Linked DNA regions of Mus musculus: regions 1, 2, 3 and 4 are each linked to region 5. The links are chromatin contacts, called in public HiChIP or PLAC-seq and promoter capture Hi-C maps. All regions are on one chromosome and are shown on one strand. The core of a region is the stretch at or near the end of the contact, and the rest is flanking DNA. Distances in the headings are between cores, read along the strand shown.

Region 1 (2,700 bases), core at 196-2,695, 580 kb before region 5:
CACCAAGAAAACTGAAACTGTATTAATTTCTAGTGAACCTACCTGGAGGATAACAATTTTTTTAAGATTTATTTATTTATTATATGTAAGTACACTGTAGCTGTCTTCAGACACTCCAGAAGAGGGCATCAGATCTCATTACAGATGGTTGTGAGCCACCATGTGGTTGCTGGGATTTGAACTCAGGACCTTTGTAAGAGCAGTCAGTGCTCTTAACCACTGAGTCATCTCTCCAGCCCCAAGGATAACAATTTTATTAATCTTCTCCAATGCTTAGTATACTGTAAATTTTCATTAAAATTTACTTACGCGGGGCAGTAGTGGCAAACACCTTCACTTTCAACACTGGGTAGCAGAGGCAAGGGAACCTCTGTGTGAGTTCAAGGCCAGCCTGGTCTACAAACAGAGTTCCAGAACAGCCAGGGCTACACAGAGAAACACTGTTTCAAAAAAAAAACCTTAAGTGCCAGGTGTGCCTGGCACATGCCTACGACCACACACTGCATTTGGGAGACAGACCATAGTCTACAGACCTGGTGAGAAGCTCATCTCAAAAAAAAAAAAAAAAAAAAAAAAAGCTTCAAAAATGTATGAAAGGTACTTTCTCAAGATGACTATGAACCTCATTTTCCTTATTCCCCTAAACACTCACTACTGTCCCAGGCTGCCAGTCTTCATCATCTGATGATCTGTCTTCTGGTTTCCTCCTAGCCAACTGGCTGGGAGCTAAGCTCCTCCTCTGCAAGGGAGAACAGAAAGTGAGTTCCTGCAGTGATCCTGCAGCCAGGCCCCTTAAGTCAGCTTAAGGTCACACTTACCATCCTGGCCCCAGAAGCATCAAATGTCAAGTGCCCATCAGCGAAGTTAAAAGCACTCAGCAACAGAGAATGCAGGACCAGGGGATGCTATAAAAGGAAGTTGCTATATCATTGAAAATATTGTCTTAAGAGTCGGTATGAGGGGAGGGGATGCAATCAGAGGATGAGGCTTGGGTCCAAACCAGGAATGTCGGTCCCCAAGTTCCTCAAGGTCAAAATATCCAAAGCCAAGTCCAAGCGGAGCTGGGTCTAAATCTAGGATGGGAAAGAAGACAGATTGAAGTTGCAGATGAGCAAAGTGGAGTTGGAATAACGTCCCTAGCTGGGCTGCTTCCCTGAGAGTAACACCTACGAAAAAGTACAGTCTTAAGTACGAAGGCGAGACGCCTGAATTCTTAGGAGAGGGATAGAATTTACCAGAGCTGGACCGACATCAAACCTCAGTGTGAGGAAGGCAAGCAGAGACCTAGGAACGCCTTGTGGGAAGTTAAACAGGAACCCAGGAAGGACCAGTTAAAAATCCAGGTTGGGAGGAGGAGAATCTTAGAAGCTGAAGAGAGGCAAAGAGCGACTCCGGTATCTTTCCCCTTATTCTTCCTCTTCCCAAAGCGCGCGTTAAGAGCCTCCAGGCAGTGTCAATCGAACCTCCCGCCACTCTGCCACCACAGTCCCCTATTGGCTGCGTTCAGTGAACTTGACGCTCGACGATCCGGCCTAAAGGAAGGGGCGGGCCTAGGGCTGAGGCTAATAAGGGTCTTGGATTTCCGCCCAGAGGCTCAACAGACCACTAGGAGCTGTGGCTTATCCTGGTGGCAGCAACAGGCAGGTGCCAGAATTCTTACTTGCCAACGGTCCCTCTTCCTGGCTCCTGCCTTTGGCCGAAGCAGCTGAACCAAATAGATGTTTTGCACCGAAGTACTGTGCGGAGGAGTTGCTACTGGAATAGATTTCAAAAGGCAGCACATTTTTGGGAATTTGATTCAGGCTCTTTATTGTGCCAGACCTGGAGCAGAAATCTGAGCTGGAAGCAGGCAAGGCCAGTGGCCAGTCAAAAGGTGAGCGGAGGTGTTGGTGCTGCACTGCCAATTGGTCTGAGATGTCTTGAAATAAGCTAGCTGTCTTTTCCTGGGGCATAGTCACCCATTCTCTAAAAATCCGTTTTTCCTTTAAGTGATATTATTATAGTACCTCTCCTAAGGGATTATTCACAGGGTCTAATTAAAGTGAACAAAGTAGCTGCGCCTGGTAGCGCAGGCCTTTAATTATAGTACTCACTAGGCATAGGCAAGCAGATCTCTGTGAGACTAGCCTGGTCTTCATAATGAGTTCCAGGACAGCGACAGCTCTGTAGAAAGACCCTCCAAGAACGGGAAAAAAAAAAAGTGTTCAAAGTATTTAACATAGCCCCCATGTATTACCTAAGTGCTCACTAATCAAAATAGCATGCCCATTACACTTAATCACTATCTACTTAAAAGGATCTCCTTAGCTATTATAAATCATTTACTATCCTCAGATAAGGTTTATTGTCCCCATTTTGTCGTGTGTGTGTGTGTGTGTGTGTGTGTGTGTGTGTGTGTGTGTGGTGTCTTGGGGGCACTAGGAATATAGCATAGTGGTAGAACTTCGTGAGGCGGTCACTGCTGAGGTTTGTTGTTATTTGAGACAAGGTCTTGCTGTGTAACCCGGTTATCTTTAAACTTATGACCCTCTGTCATCCCCAGCCCGCCTAGCAGAAATGAGGATATACTAAAGAGATACTTATGTCCTTTCCTTGGCTTTTGGGAACAATGAACCGAAGAAATTTTAATTTCCATAGGAATATCTTGCTGGGAGACAAGAAGGCTGTGAGCAACTTAATGAAAAACAAAATCACATACAC
Region 2 (2,700 bases), core at 26-2,525, 540 kb before region 5:
TCATTCCTGTAGGCCTCCCACAAGACCCGGGAAGCCAGGGTTAGAGCCTCTTCCCCGTCATCCACAGGGCTTTCTCTTTCATCTCAGGAAGAACCCTGGGAGTTCACATTCTTCTATGTCCTGGTCGTTAACGAATATCCTGAATAAACAAATAATGAGCCTAGAGCAGCAAAAGATGGACGTGACCACTCTGGGCTTCAGACCCTCACTGCCTCTGATTCTGCGGCTACGCCTCACCAAAGCGGTTTCCTTACACTGTTAAGCTTCGTTATTTAGCGTCCGTATCCTTGGGTTCACCCAGTCGCTACATTCATCCAGAGTCACAAGACCAAGTCGGTGTCACTTTTGCAATTACGCACAGAGCATGTGCACAGAGGTAAAGGATCTGAGTGCCTAACATACACTTCTAGCTGAGGTCTGTGCAGTAGGACTTCCTGTCCTCACGAACGATTTAGCTCTTATAAACCAATGCTTTCCCAGGAGGCTAATTACGATCAATATTTTGCATTCGATTTCTTAAGGTTTTTTTTTGTTTTGTTTTGGGTGTTGTTGTTGGTGGTGATGATGATGATGATGAAGGTGCTGGTCCAAATAGCCCCAGCTGTGCTGAATATTATCTAATTCACACAAGAAAGCTGTGGTATACTTTAGAGGAAATGTTTGTGTTAAATACCCCACTTTCCCTTGGTGCTTCTGCCCCCCTTTTTTGTTTTATTTTGTTGAGACAGGGTTTCTCTGTATAGCCTTGACTGTCCTGGACCTCACTCCATAGGCCAGGCTGGCCTCGAACTCAGAGATCCACCTGCCTCTGCCTCCCAAGTGCTGGGATTAAAGGCCTGTGCTACTACACCTTGCTTTAGTATTTGTTAACTCAGTGTTTAGGGTGACTTAGTAAACTTCCCACTACTGCGAAGACTGAGTATTGACATCTATAAATAAGATTAACATTAGAATCTCTGCATAGGTCTGTCGTAGGATTCAATGAAATCATATTTGTGAAGTACTTAGCTTAGTATCTGGCACACAGCAGGTACTCAGTAAACGTTCTTAGTATTGTTAATGTGGGCGAGTTTAAACAAAAGTAATTTGTTTCCATCTGCCAAAGTTCCTTTCACCAAGGGATCTTGCTGTGGTTGCTGGGCTCTTGGGCTAGGCTTCTTGAACTGATTGTGAGGAAGTCTGAGCTATGGTTGGGTGGGGGATGGGACAAACCTGTAACAAAGAGCACCACCCTTAGGCAGGCTTCATATGTCATAGAGATTCAGTGCTTGGCCAGCAGAACCCCTCAGGAGCTCCCTGTAGCCATGGGGCCTTCTCAGCTTGTTCGAGCCCCTCGGCCTCCGGGCTTGACTTCTCCCTACCGAAGGCCAGGGATGGGTGGGCCCAGGCGCCGGTGTCCCAGTATGTTCAAGTGTAGCCGCAGGACATACCGGCAGAAACCCCGAGGCCCAACTGCCACCAATCCTGCCTCTGAGGCCACAAACATCAGTGACACGGACACTACCACCAGTGTATTGATTCTGTCACCTCGAGGTTAGTGGGGAAGTATGGAGGTGGAGAATCTGTGACTTAGTGTCCTGCTTTTGCACTGTAAGGACAACCTGTGAAAGTCTACCCTGAGAGCACACATCCTCAGATGACAAGAGAGCTTCAGTGGACAATGTCAGCCCTGGAACTGAGATGGAAGGCCTGGGGGGAGGTTGGGAGGGGTGAGCCCAAGGGGCCAGTGGGGTTTTCACAAATGCCTATTTTTCTTTGTGTGCGTGTACATATATGCATGTGTGCATGTATGTGTAAGCCAAAGGACATCTGCCTTTTCTGGCGACACTAGCCTAGACTTTAAGTAGGTCAGGCTGGCTAACAGGAGGGGTCCATGTGTCTCTGCCTCCACATTGCTGGCATTGATCAGCGTGTACCACCATGCCCAGCTTTTTCATCCGGGTTCTGGATTGACTTGGATCCTTAAAAGACTAACACTTTACTGTGCTACCTGTCAGCCTCCACATATGGTCTTGTTTTTGTTTGTTTGTTTTTTTAAATACCCTTCCTTCTTTTTTCTTTCTCCAGTTCTCAGATTTCTCTGTCAACCTGGGGGCTTTCTGGTCCTCTAGAAATGCCCAGAAGCTCGGCCTGCACTTGACCTGCTGCTCCAGAGGCTGTTGATGGTAGACAGCAAATACAACCATTCTGCTTAAGCTGTCTTACCCCATTCTGAAGTGCTCCAACTATGCGGGACATGAGGGCAGGGTTGGAGGTGGATCCACTTAGGGACAAAACTTAAGAGACAGCAGCAAGGATCACTGTGGACCACAGTGAAGTAGAGGAACGGTACAAGGTCAGCCAGACAAACCCATCTTTGTCCTCAGCATTTTGATCTGCCCTGTGATAAGGGGCTCTCCTGCCTGACACTCCCATGGGCACAAGGCGTCTTGGAAAGAATAAGAAGGCACAGATAAGAGACCGGATGAAAGACAGAACCCCAGGAGTGCTCTAGAATGAGGTACGCTGGTGCTAGTCAGTGTGTAGGTGTGGCTGCTAGCTGTGACAGAATGGGAACATTATGGCACATGTGGCTAGTGTGCCTTTATGACCAAATATGCTTCAGCTGTCAGCTGTGAGAGTCCAGGAGTGCTCATGAGGGCAGAGGCAAACCGTAATAGCATTGGCTCAGCTGAGAATGAAGGTCAGGAGGGGGAGGGG
Region 3 (2,700 bases), core at 176-2,675, 560 kb before region 5:
ACATGCAAGTTTGAGAATCTGGACATTAATAAGGATCATGAGAAGACAAGATCATGGACAGTAAACCTGACGACAGAAGAGGGTCAGAGGCTAATGTGAGAACTTCTGCTGACTTGATTTTTTTAAAAAGACTTATTTTATATATGTGAGTACAATGTCATTGTCACTATCTTCAGACACACCAGAAGAGGGCATCAGATCCCATTACAGATGGTTGTGAGCCACCATGTGGTTGCTGGGAATTGAACCCAGGATCTCTGGTAGAGCAGTCAGTGCTCTTAACCACTGAGCCATCTCTCCAGCCCCTGCTTTTTTTGATGTTTAAATAAGAAAAACTTCAGTATAAAGAACATGTAAAAAACCAAAACATTTTTTGTTTCTCAGAGCAGGTTGCACTTCAAAATCCTGACTTGTTCTAGAACTCATGTTGTAGACCAAGTTGACCTTGAATCTATGGCAATCCTCCTTCCTCAGTTCCTAAGTGCTGGGAACCCAGGAGTGAGCTACTGTGGGTCTTAGCATCTTGTTATGAAAGTGGACTTGCCTCACACAGCCTTCCCTCACCTATATAGGAATGCAACACCACTTCCAACCTGGCAAGCACTGCTATCATATCGAAAGATGCCAACACTTTTGGAGTCCTCAAAAAAAAAAAAGTGTAAATAAATAAAGTGTTGCTGGGCATGTTGTACACTCCTTTAATCCTAGCATTTAGGAGGCAGAGACAGGTGAATTTCTGTGAGTTCAAGTTCAGCCGGGTCTACATAAGGAGTTCCAGGATAGCTAGGGCTATAAGGAGATAGGTAAGCTCCTGCTTCCTCAGAAAAGAACTAATCAGGAGCTGGAGATGGCTCAGTGGTTAAGCACACCTGGTGCTCTTCTAGAGGAGCGGTTGGGATCACAACTTTAATTTGGGCTCCAGGGGTATCAGACTGAGGTCTAGTCTCTTCAAGGAGCGCCCGCACTACCTGCACATGCACACAATCAAAGAGCATTTTTGGTTTTCTTTAAAGATGGGGTAGTCACGGTGCCTCTTAATCATGGTTTATGAAATCGAGTTAACGTAAGCGCTCAAAATAGTAGCGGAGCAGGTTTCTAATCCTCTCCTCCCCGGCCTGGAAACAGCCTTGCGGGGCTGGGCCAGGCCTCGGAGCTGCAGCCCTCTGATCCTGGCTTGCCCAGTGAGCTGGCCCGAGGTCCCGGAATGCCGCTTGCTCCGGCTCCGCGGTGCGGGGATGTGCTCTCGCCCGAGGTCCACTCGTGCGGACCGTAACCCTGCCAGACAGGCAGAGTACGCCGGCTCCCCTCGCGCTGCAGACGCCCGGCCGCGGCCGCCGCCCTAAGCGCCGCCCGCCGCCCTCTCACCCCGCGGCGGCGGCGGCGGCGGAAGCGGCGGGGCGGGCCGGCCGGGCCGGGGCGGGGCGCGAGAGGCATGGAGGAGGCGGAGGCCGCGGAGGCCGCGGCGCGCGGGGCCGAGCTGTGCGGGCCCGAGCGCGGCCCGAGCGGGGCCCGGGGCCCCTGAGCCGTAAGTGCCTCCCAGTGCGGGTCTCAGAGGGGTGATGCGGGCTGGGTGGGTCTTCTGAACCTTCCGGCGTCCCTGATCCCTGAGAGGAGAGGAGTTGAGCCAGATGGGAAGAGACGAGGGTGGAGGATTGGGGTGCAGGAGGTCGCTGTTACTGTTCTACCCCAGGGCTGGGAAGGACTGGGATTTGGACCTTTTAAGGACTGATGAATCGTTAAGAGTTGATTGAGTTACTGGCCTCCGCCGCTAAGGCCCTGATCCTGCACACAGTTCCTCTAGCCCCAGGGAATTTTCAGGTGATCCAACTCCTCCAAAGATTTTCTGGCCAGACCCAGAGAAGTTAAGCCACGTTGCCTAGGGCACACAGCTCAGCAGTTTGCTGAGAGAAGTCATTCCAGAAGGCATTAAGCTTTGGGACAAGCATCTTACTCTATGTGACTCTATATATAGTCCCCTCAGATTCCTGAAGTCATGGACTGGCCGGGACAGGGGTGACTCCCTAATCCAGTATGGATGACTGGAAGCCCAGTCCCCTCATCAAGCCCTTTGGGGCTAGGAAGAAACGGAGCTGGTACCTTACCTGGAAGTATAAACTGACAAACCAGCGGGCCCTGAGGAGATTCTGTCAGGTAAATGAGGTCCCACGTGTCCCAAAAGCTGCTCCCTAACTTTACTCTAACAGACTAGGAACTAACTACCTTGGCTATCAAGAAGAGGCAGCAAATTCCTGGAGGGGAAACCTCTGTCTGTTACAGCCTTCTCAGGCAGTGGTTTAGAGCCAGGATTCTGGAATCAGAACCCTAGTCTGACCTCGGCATCCAACAGAAACCAGAAGTCTGGTCAGGCAGGCTTTGCCCCTGACACCCAACTGTCAGGCAGTGTGGCCCACGTTCTTCTGTGTCTCTGGCTCTCCGCTGTGGTTCTCGGGTCCTAAATCCATCTCAAGGAACTAGTTATGGAGGGGACCAAGGAAGTCAAGGACTCAAATGGGAAAATACAAGACCACGGGGTAGGAAGGACCTGGTTGGTGGAGGGAAACCTGCCAGGGAACATTCTCTGGGAGATGGCCACAAATCCGTGTCCTTATTGGGAACCAGAAAGTGGAGAGACTGGTCCCTGTGTCCTCTTCAGCCAAGGTCATACTTTCAGAAGGCCCTTGTGATCTGGAGAGGGCTGGC
Region 4 (2,700 bases), core at 95-2,594, 650 kb before region 5:
TTGGAGGCATAGGGTTGTCGTGGTAAGGGTTGCCAGAGGGTGGGGAAGATGCTGAAGAAAGGGGAGGATCATTGTAACTTCTTCTAGAGGGACAGTGGGGCCCTCGGTGAGAAATGGATGCAGGGGTTAGAGGTCTAGTTTCCACAGATCGGTGAGCAAGGGGAGGTGAAATTGCAAGGCCAGGTCTCAGGGGCCGATGGGTAAGAAGAGGTGAAATGATGGAGTAATTTCCCTGGGACCCTGGCATAAGGGGAGTCGAAATCACCGGGCCTGTCTCCAAGGTTATATGAGTAAGTTCAGGGGAAGTTACTGGGCTGGCTCTAGGGGCCTGATGAATGAGAGGTGGGGAAGTCACATAACAAAGACGCGGACTTGGAGGGCATGAACGCTGAGATTCTGGGGAATCAATATAGTTGCAACATAGGTTCCGCTGATGAGGAGAGGGTGACCCCTGAAGGCTGAATCGGTCAAAACAAGGAGAGGATGAACCAGCTGGCTCTTGTCTGTACAGCCTTCCTAGGAGTGGAGAAAAGGGTTCAAAGGGGCACCTCTCCGGTGGGGGTGGGGAGGAGAGGACTGGGGGCGGAGGGGGCGGGGTGGGGATCCGTCGAGGTAAGCACGGAGAAGAAATGGTGAGGCAAGAGAAAGGTTCTCTAGAGTAAGGGGGGTTGGTGAATCTGTTGCCTGCATTTGGAGAAAGGCCAGCATTACAGGAAAGGTGGTCGTTGAAGTCTTTCCCGGGCGCCACAGGCACCTCGAGAGTGAGAACAGGGGTGAATCCTTTCCTGCAGGACGACGGAGACTCAGGAGGGAAGGAGTAGTTGTTAGGGCAGTCTGCTTGAGGTGAAGTTGAAGGGGCTGAAATTTTAAGGAGGAAAGGAGGGGAAGAGTTCATGGGACTGGAGGGGAAGGGTAAGAGGGAGGAAAGAAAAGGAAAAAGAAGGGTGGGAAGGGCAAGATAAAAGTAAGCAAGAAAAAGTAACATGAGGCGATGTAACGTCACCGAATGAAAGCTCAGGCCGTGACTTAACAGAGAGGGGCGGAGTCAGGGGGCTGCTTACGCAACAGGAAGAGGCTTGTGGTTAATAAAAGGACAGGCAGGCGTGAGACAAGAGCTCCAAGAAGGTTACGGTCCCTGGAGTTCATGTCCCGAATGCAACTGTGAGTGACGGGAAACGCAAGGGCTGGATAAGTCTCCCTCTAATGTCAGACCTTACCCATTTCTTCTTATATCGATATCTCCGCGGGACCGGCGTGAAGTCCACGAGCTTCAGCAGCTTCCGAACACATCTTAAGACGGGCGCAGCCATGTCAACTAACAACGCCAATAATTCCGACTGAAACTGCAGCTGCGCTCTCGCGGGTTCCGGGAAGGATTGAGGGCTGCTTAGAATATCAGCGGCAGACAGGGCGGGGCTAGGCTTGCGGCGCCCCCAGGGCTCCGCCTACCTCCACACCCCACCCACCAGAATCCTCGGGGCGCACACGAAGCGGTGGCTGTGCTAGAGCATCTAAAGGAGCTCCTAGGAAGTTGCAGGGAAGGCCTTCTGGGCTCAACCTGCATGGAGAAAGCTGCCGAGGTAGAACGAAATTAGAGCAGACTATAGACAGAAGCGGAATTGCTAGGAAGCCATAGAAGCCAGTTTCAAGATCTTCCTTTTAGACGGTTCTTTTCAAGACTCGGTACCTAATTTTGTGTTCTTTCTGAGACTATCAAATTGACTACGCCGCTTAGGATCCAAGAAGAAAGGGGGTGATCACTATTTTTAGAAATGATCGTTTGGCTGAGCAGAGTGGCATATGTCTTTATTCCAGCACTTGGAAGGCAGAAGCAGACGGATCTCTGTGAGTTCCAGGCCAAGCTTGGTTTTCATAGCTACAGGTCAGACAGCTTTTCTGTAACCTTACATTTATTCTTATAATGTATTGCCACCCACCATATAGTATAATCAGCTAAGTCGTAATTTTTTAAAAATGTTAAGTATGTCAAACTGATCTCTGGAAGTTGTGGGGCAGCCAACGTCTTTGAATTAGTGAGCTCCAGATTCCATGAGACCATCTGAAGACGTGTGGTGTTGACCTGCAGCTGCCATTCATAGACCATATGCACATATGCATGAACATATACAAACATATAACACACTCTTTTCTTTTCCTTTTGATTTTTGAGACAAGATCTCACTACATAGTCGTGGCTGGCCTATAACTCTCTATGTACACCAGGCTAGCCTGGAAATTATACCTGCTTGCTTCCGTCTCCCAAGGGCTGGGATTAAAAGGGTGTGCCCAAACTGTAACTCATACAAATATAGAATGAGCACCTGCCAAAAATTGTACTCATCATCCAAGTCACATACGTATCTGTCATTATCTTTTTTTTTTTTTTTTTTTTTTTTTTTTGGTTTTTCGAGACAGGATTTCTCTGTATAGCCTTGGCTGTCCTGGAACTCACTTTATAGACCAGGCTAGCCTCGAACTCAGAAATCTGCCTGCCTCTGCCTCCCAAGCGCTGGGATTAAAGGCATGCGCCACCACCGACTGGCTATCTGTCATTATCTTAAACAATAAAAGTAAAATAAGACTTAAACAAGTGAGAATTTGAGTTTCAAAATTTTAGTGAGCCAAATGAGGCCACGATGGCACATGTCCTTTTGTTTCTTTTTTTTTTTAAGAATTTTTTTTTTAAGATTTATTTATTAT
Region 5 (2,700 bases), core at 26-2,525:
TATTTTATGTATGTGAGTACACTGTAGCTGTCTTCAGACACACCAGAAGAGGGCATCAGATCCCATTACAGATGGTTGTGAGCCACCATGTGGATGCTGGGATTTGAACTCAGAATCTCTGGAAGAGCAGTCAGTGCTCTTAACTGCTGAGCTCTCTTTCCAGTCCCAATCTGACTCTAGAATGTACATAATTCTCCTCTCCTTTCAATCCATCTTTTCATATACATTTCTCTGTTTTTGTGCTGGTGACTGAGATTTGCAAATGCTAAGCCAGCACTCTAGCTAGCTAGCCATCCACCTATCAGATAAATTTCTGATAGATGGATAGATAGATATACATCTCACTTAGTTTTATAGCCTCAGCTTTCAATTTTGTTTTTGCCTCATTACTAGGAATTGAACCCAAGACCTCAAGCATGGCTTTCAAACTAGACTTAACTTCTCAATAGTATCTTCTTACAAGTCTTCCCCTGGAAAGCTCAATGGCCTAGGAATCTTAAGATAGGCCAAAGGACACAGGCGGATTTTAGTTTGTGTCTTAAACATAATTTTGTTCACTCAGCACTGTGGGAGGAAAGTGTGGAATAGGGCGGGGCTGGGTGGGGTGGAGAGGGACTGTGGTTACAGAGACTTCTGTACCAGGCGAGCGTGAGGAATTTCTATGCTCAGTCCCGTATTGATGGCAAGCAACACCATGAATTAGCCTTCTGTTGGCTGGCCGAACAAACTAGCCAATTGTCTCTTGTTCAACATTAGGAATACTCTTCTCTCTTCATCTGATCGAGTACACTGTCACACCAACCTTCCAAGTTTTGACCTCTTCTAATTCCTTTGGAAGAATCTGATGATCCCGCCCACACCGGGAGACCGTTTTCTGGTAAATTATAATGATGACAGGTTAGGGGATCTTGGGCTGTATCCCATTCATTTGTTTGACATCATAAAGACATAAAAGGGCAAACATGTGTTTCTCTACGTTTTTTAATCAAGCCCCATTTTACAACACGACCTGGTCATCAGATGGCTGCAGTAGGTTGAGAGGATCAGAAGGGCTCACCGGCCTTCACACTTTTGGCACCAAGGCCAATCCTAGAGCTCACCCTAGGACCACAGGGAAGACAAACCAACCTGGAAGGGATAAACTTCGAAGCCAAAAGGACACAAGGTGTCCTCAATCTTCTGCTTCAGCTCTGCGACTCGCGGCTCCATAACGCACGCTGAACGCTGAGCTTGCTGGGAAATGGAGTCTCATAGCTAACTTAGGCTTGTATGCGTCCATCAGGGCTGGACTACATTTCCCAAGAAGTAAAGGAATAGTAACGGACTCAACTGACTCTGCACGGTGCATCTTGGTACACGTAGTTACTTTTGTCCTTGTAGCCCAAACATAACCGAGTCTGGAAGACTCCGTGTCCCGACGAGCTTCACGGGAGGTGTGAGTGTGAACGCACAGGGCACGTATTTCCAGGGAAACGTATTTCCGCCCTCTATTGCCTGTGGTCTCCGCAAGAAGCGGACTCAGTTTCCCGGGTGGCGCTGCGGCACCGGTACTTAAAATCTCATTCTCCGCCTACCAGAGTTTGAACTCTTGAGCGGCACTTGTCACTTGTCTCAGTGGTGATAGCGTCCTTGATTTGTGGAGGTCTCAACCAAAATTCGGTTCATTCTACCCTCTCGATATTATTCTGTTTTCTTCCCCCCTCCCCGACCCCCCACTTTTCAAAGTACTCTGTTCCGTAGTTCTAGATTCACAGTATTGCTATCGCACTGTTTCTGTAGCCCTAATATATTCCCACTTTCCTTATTTCCATCTAACTCTGTGGCTTGTCCTGGGCTGGCCCGCGGGTATCTGAGTGTGGAAGAGCAAGAACAGGGAAAGTTAGAGACGCAATTTCAAGTGCTCCAGGATGAACAGGAGCCCTAGCTGGTCTGATCAGCTTCATGCGGTTCTCAGTTCAACTGATGAAAATATGGCCCGGATTAAGGTAAGAGGGGGACCTCTGGGATCCCCATCTAACCCCTCCCATTGGGAGGCTAGGCTAGGGCTTAGTAAAGGGCACTGAGAGCTCACTGGCTTGTTGAACTGTTTGCTGGTTTTTTTTTTTTTTTTTTTTTTTTTTTTTTTTGTAGCAGAGTTTGTATCCCTTTCGAGTTTCCTCTACAGGTAAGTATTGTCTTTTCTCCCAGCCCTTTGTCTTCTCAGAGCCTCCTTTCTTTCAGTGCCTGCCTGTACAGCTCACAGTTCTGTACAAATCCCAGCTACTTCCTGTCCTCTGATTTCCTACACAGACAGACCCTGCTCTTGTCCCTTCCCTATTCCCACAATAGGGGACCTGGCTGACACCTGGACTTCTCATCGCTTACCTCCTCAGCCAGAGGCCCAAGCTCAACAGCCTTGGGCTCTAAAGACTCCCACTCTTGGAGAGAGACTGAGCTGTACTGAAGCCCACAGCTCCTCTCTCTGGGATGAAGTTACTAAACTCCGATCCCAGCTTCAGGCTCAGGCTCAGGTGAGGTATTAGGGGTATGTACGTGGTGATAATGTGAGACGAGAATATTAGGAGTTGGGACAATGACTTAGAAAGGAATGTCTGGGTTTTCTCTGCTTGGGTAGGTGACTGAGGCGCTGAAGCATTCTGTACAGAGCCTGTTGAAGGATCGGGAGCAACATATGTTCAAGATCAGTGCTCTAGAAGGTAT

The links. Promoter capture Hi-C pulls out the DNA fragments that hold promoters and counts their contacts. HiChIP or PLAC-seq counts read pairs in DNA pulled down with a chosen protein or histone mark. Capture Hi-C pulls out chosen DNA fragments and counts their contacts.
Region 1: an H3K4me3 HiChIP or PLAC-seq map of the SCID.adh cell line shows a contact between it and region 5, with 9 read pairs. The contact joins the promoter of Rad54l here to the promoter of Mmachc in region 5. A contact is called at or near these places in 2 of 15 datasets of contacts at CTCF or cohesin (both in the NIH/3T3 cell line), 5 of 115 datasets of contacts at active chromatin or transcription factors (the SCID.adh cell line, embryonic forebrain, fetal liver and 2 more) and 1 of 9 other capture datasets (liver).
Region 2: a promoter capture Hi-C map of liver shows a contact between it and region 5. The contact joins the promoter of 1700042G07Rik here to the promoter of Mmachc in region 5. A contact is called at or near these places in 3 of 39 promoter capture datasets (the 3T3-L1 cell line, hippocampal neurons and pre-B cells), 1 of 15 datasets of contacts at CTCF or cohesin (large pre-B cells), 1 of 115 datasets of contacts at active chromatin or transcription factors (fetal liver) and 1 of 9 other capture datasets (liver).
Region 3: a contact with region 5 is called in a promoter capture Hi-C map of erythroid cells, with 2.1 times the contacts expected there. The contact joins the promoter of Pomgnt1 here to the promoter of Mmachc in region 5. A contact is called at or near these places in 4 of 39 promoter capture datasets (erythroid cells, hippocampal neurons, liver and 1 more), 1 of 15 datasets of contacts at CTCF or cohesin (large pre-B cells), 1 of 484 Hi-C or Micro-C datasets (B cells), 10 of 115 datasets of contacts at active chromatin or transcription factors (the NIH/3T3 cell line, the SCID.adh cell line, astrocytes and 7 more) and 2 of 9 other capture datasets (adipose tissue and liver).
Region 4: a contact with region 5 is called in a promoter capture Hi-C map of adipose tissue. The contact joins the promoter of Nsun4 here to the promoter of Mmachc in region 5. A contact is called at or near these places in 2 of 39 promoter capture datasets (erythroid cells and pre-B cells) and 1 of 9 other capture datasets (adipose tissue).

What each region holds. Positions count from the first base shown.
Region 1 is chr4:116,122,244-116,124,943 of GRCm38.p6, forward strand. It overlaps Rad54l (RAD54 like (S. cerevisiae)), which reads right to left and starts at 1,446. Exons shown (of 18, transcript NM_009015.3): 1 at 819-1,446; 2 at 653-739. The coding sequence starts at 821. 2510003B16Rik (RIKEN cDNA 2510003B16 gene) reads left to right here and starts at 1,597. Exons shown (of 3, transcript NR_131048.1): 1 at 1,597-1,873.
Region 2 is chr4:116,172,097-116,174,796 of GRCm38.p6, forward strand. It overlaps 1700042G07Rik (RIKEN cDNA 1700042G07 gene), which reads left to right and starts at 1,276. Exons shown (of 2, transcript NM_001099295.2): 1 at 1,276-1,533; 2 at 2,068-2,201. The coding sequence starts at 1,305. The coding sequence ends at 2,111.
Region 3 is chr4:116,149,093-116,151,792 of GRCm38.p6, forward strand. It overlaps Pomgnt1 (protein O-linked mannose beta 1,2-N-acetylglucosaminyltransferase), which reads left to right and starts at 1,426. Exons shown (of 22, transcript NM_026651.2): 1 at 1,426-1,525; 2 at 1,973-2,151. The coding sequence starts at 2,032.
Region 4 is chr4:116,052,467-116,055,166 of GRCm38.p6, forward strand. Nsun4 (NOL1/NOP2/Sun domain family, member 4) reads right to left here and starts at 1,345. Exons shown (of 6, transcript NM_028142.5): 1 at 1,218-1,345. The coding sequence starts at 1,310.
Region 5 is chr4:116,707,110-116,709,809 of GRCm38.p6, forward strand. It overlaps Mmachc (methylmalonic aciduria cblC type, with homocystinuria), which reads right to left and starts at 1,276. Exons shown (of 4, transcript NM_025962.3): 1 at 1,129-1,276. The coding sequence starts at 1,209. Ccdc163 (coiled-coil domain containing 163) reads left to right here and starts at 1,486. Exons shown (of 10, transcript NM_026714.3): 1 at 1,486-1,985; 2 at 2,131-2,164; 3 at 2,329-2,510; 4 at 2,615-2,696. The coding sequence starts at 1,908.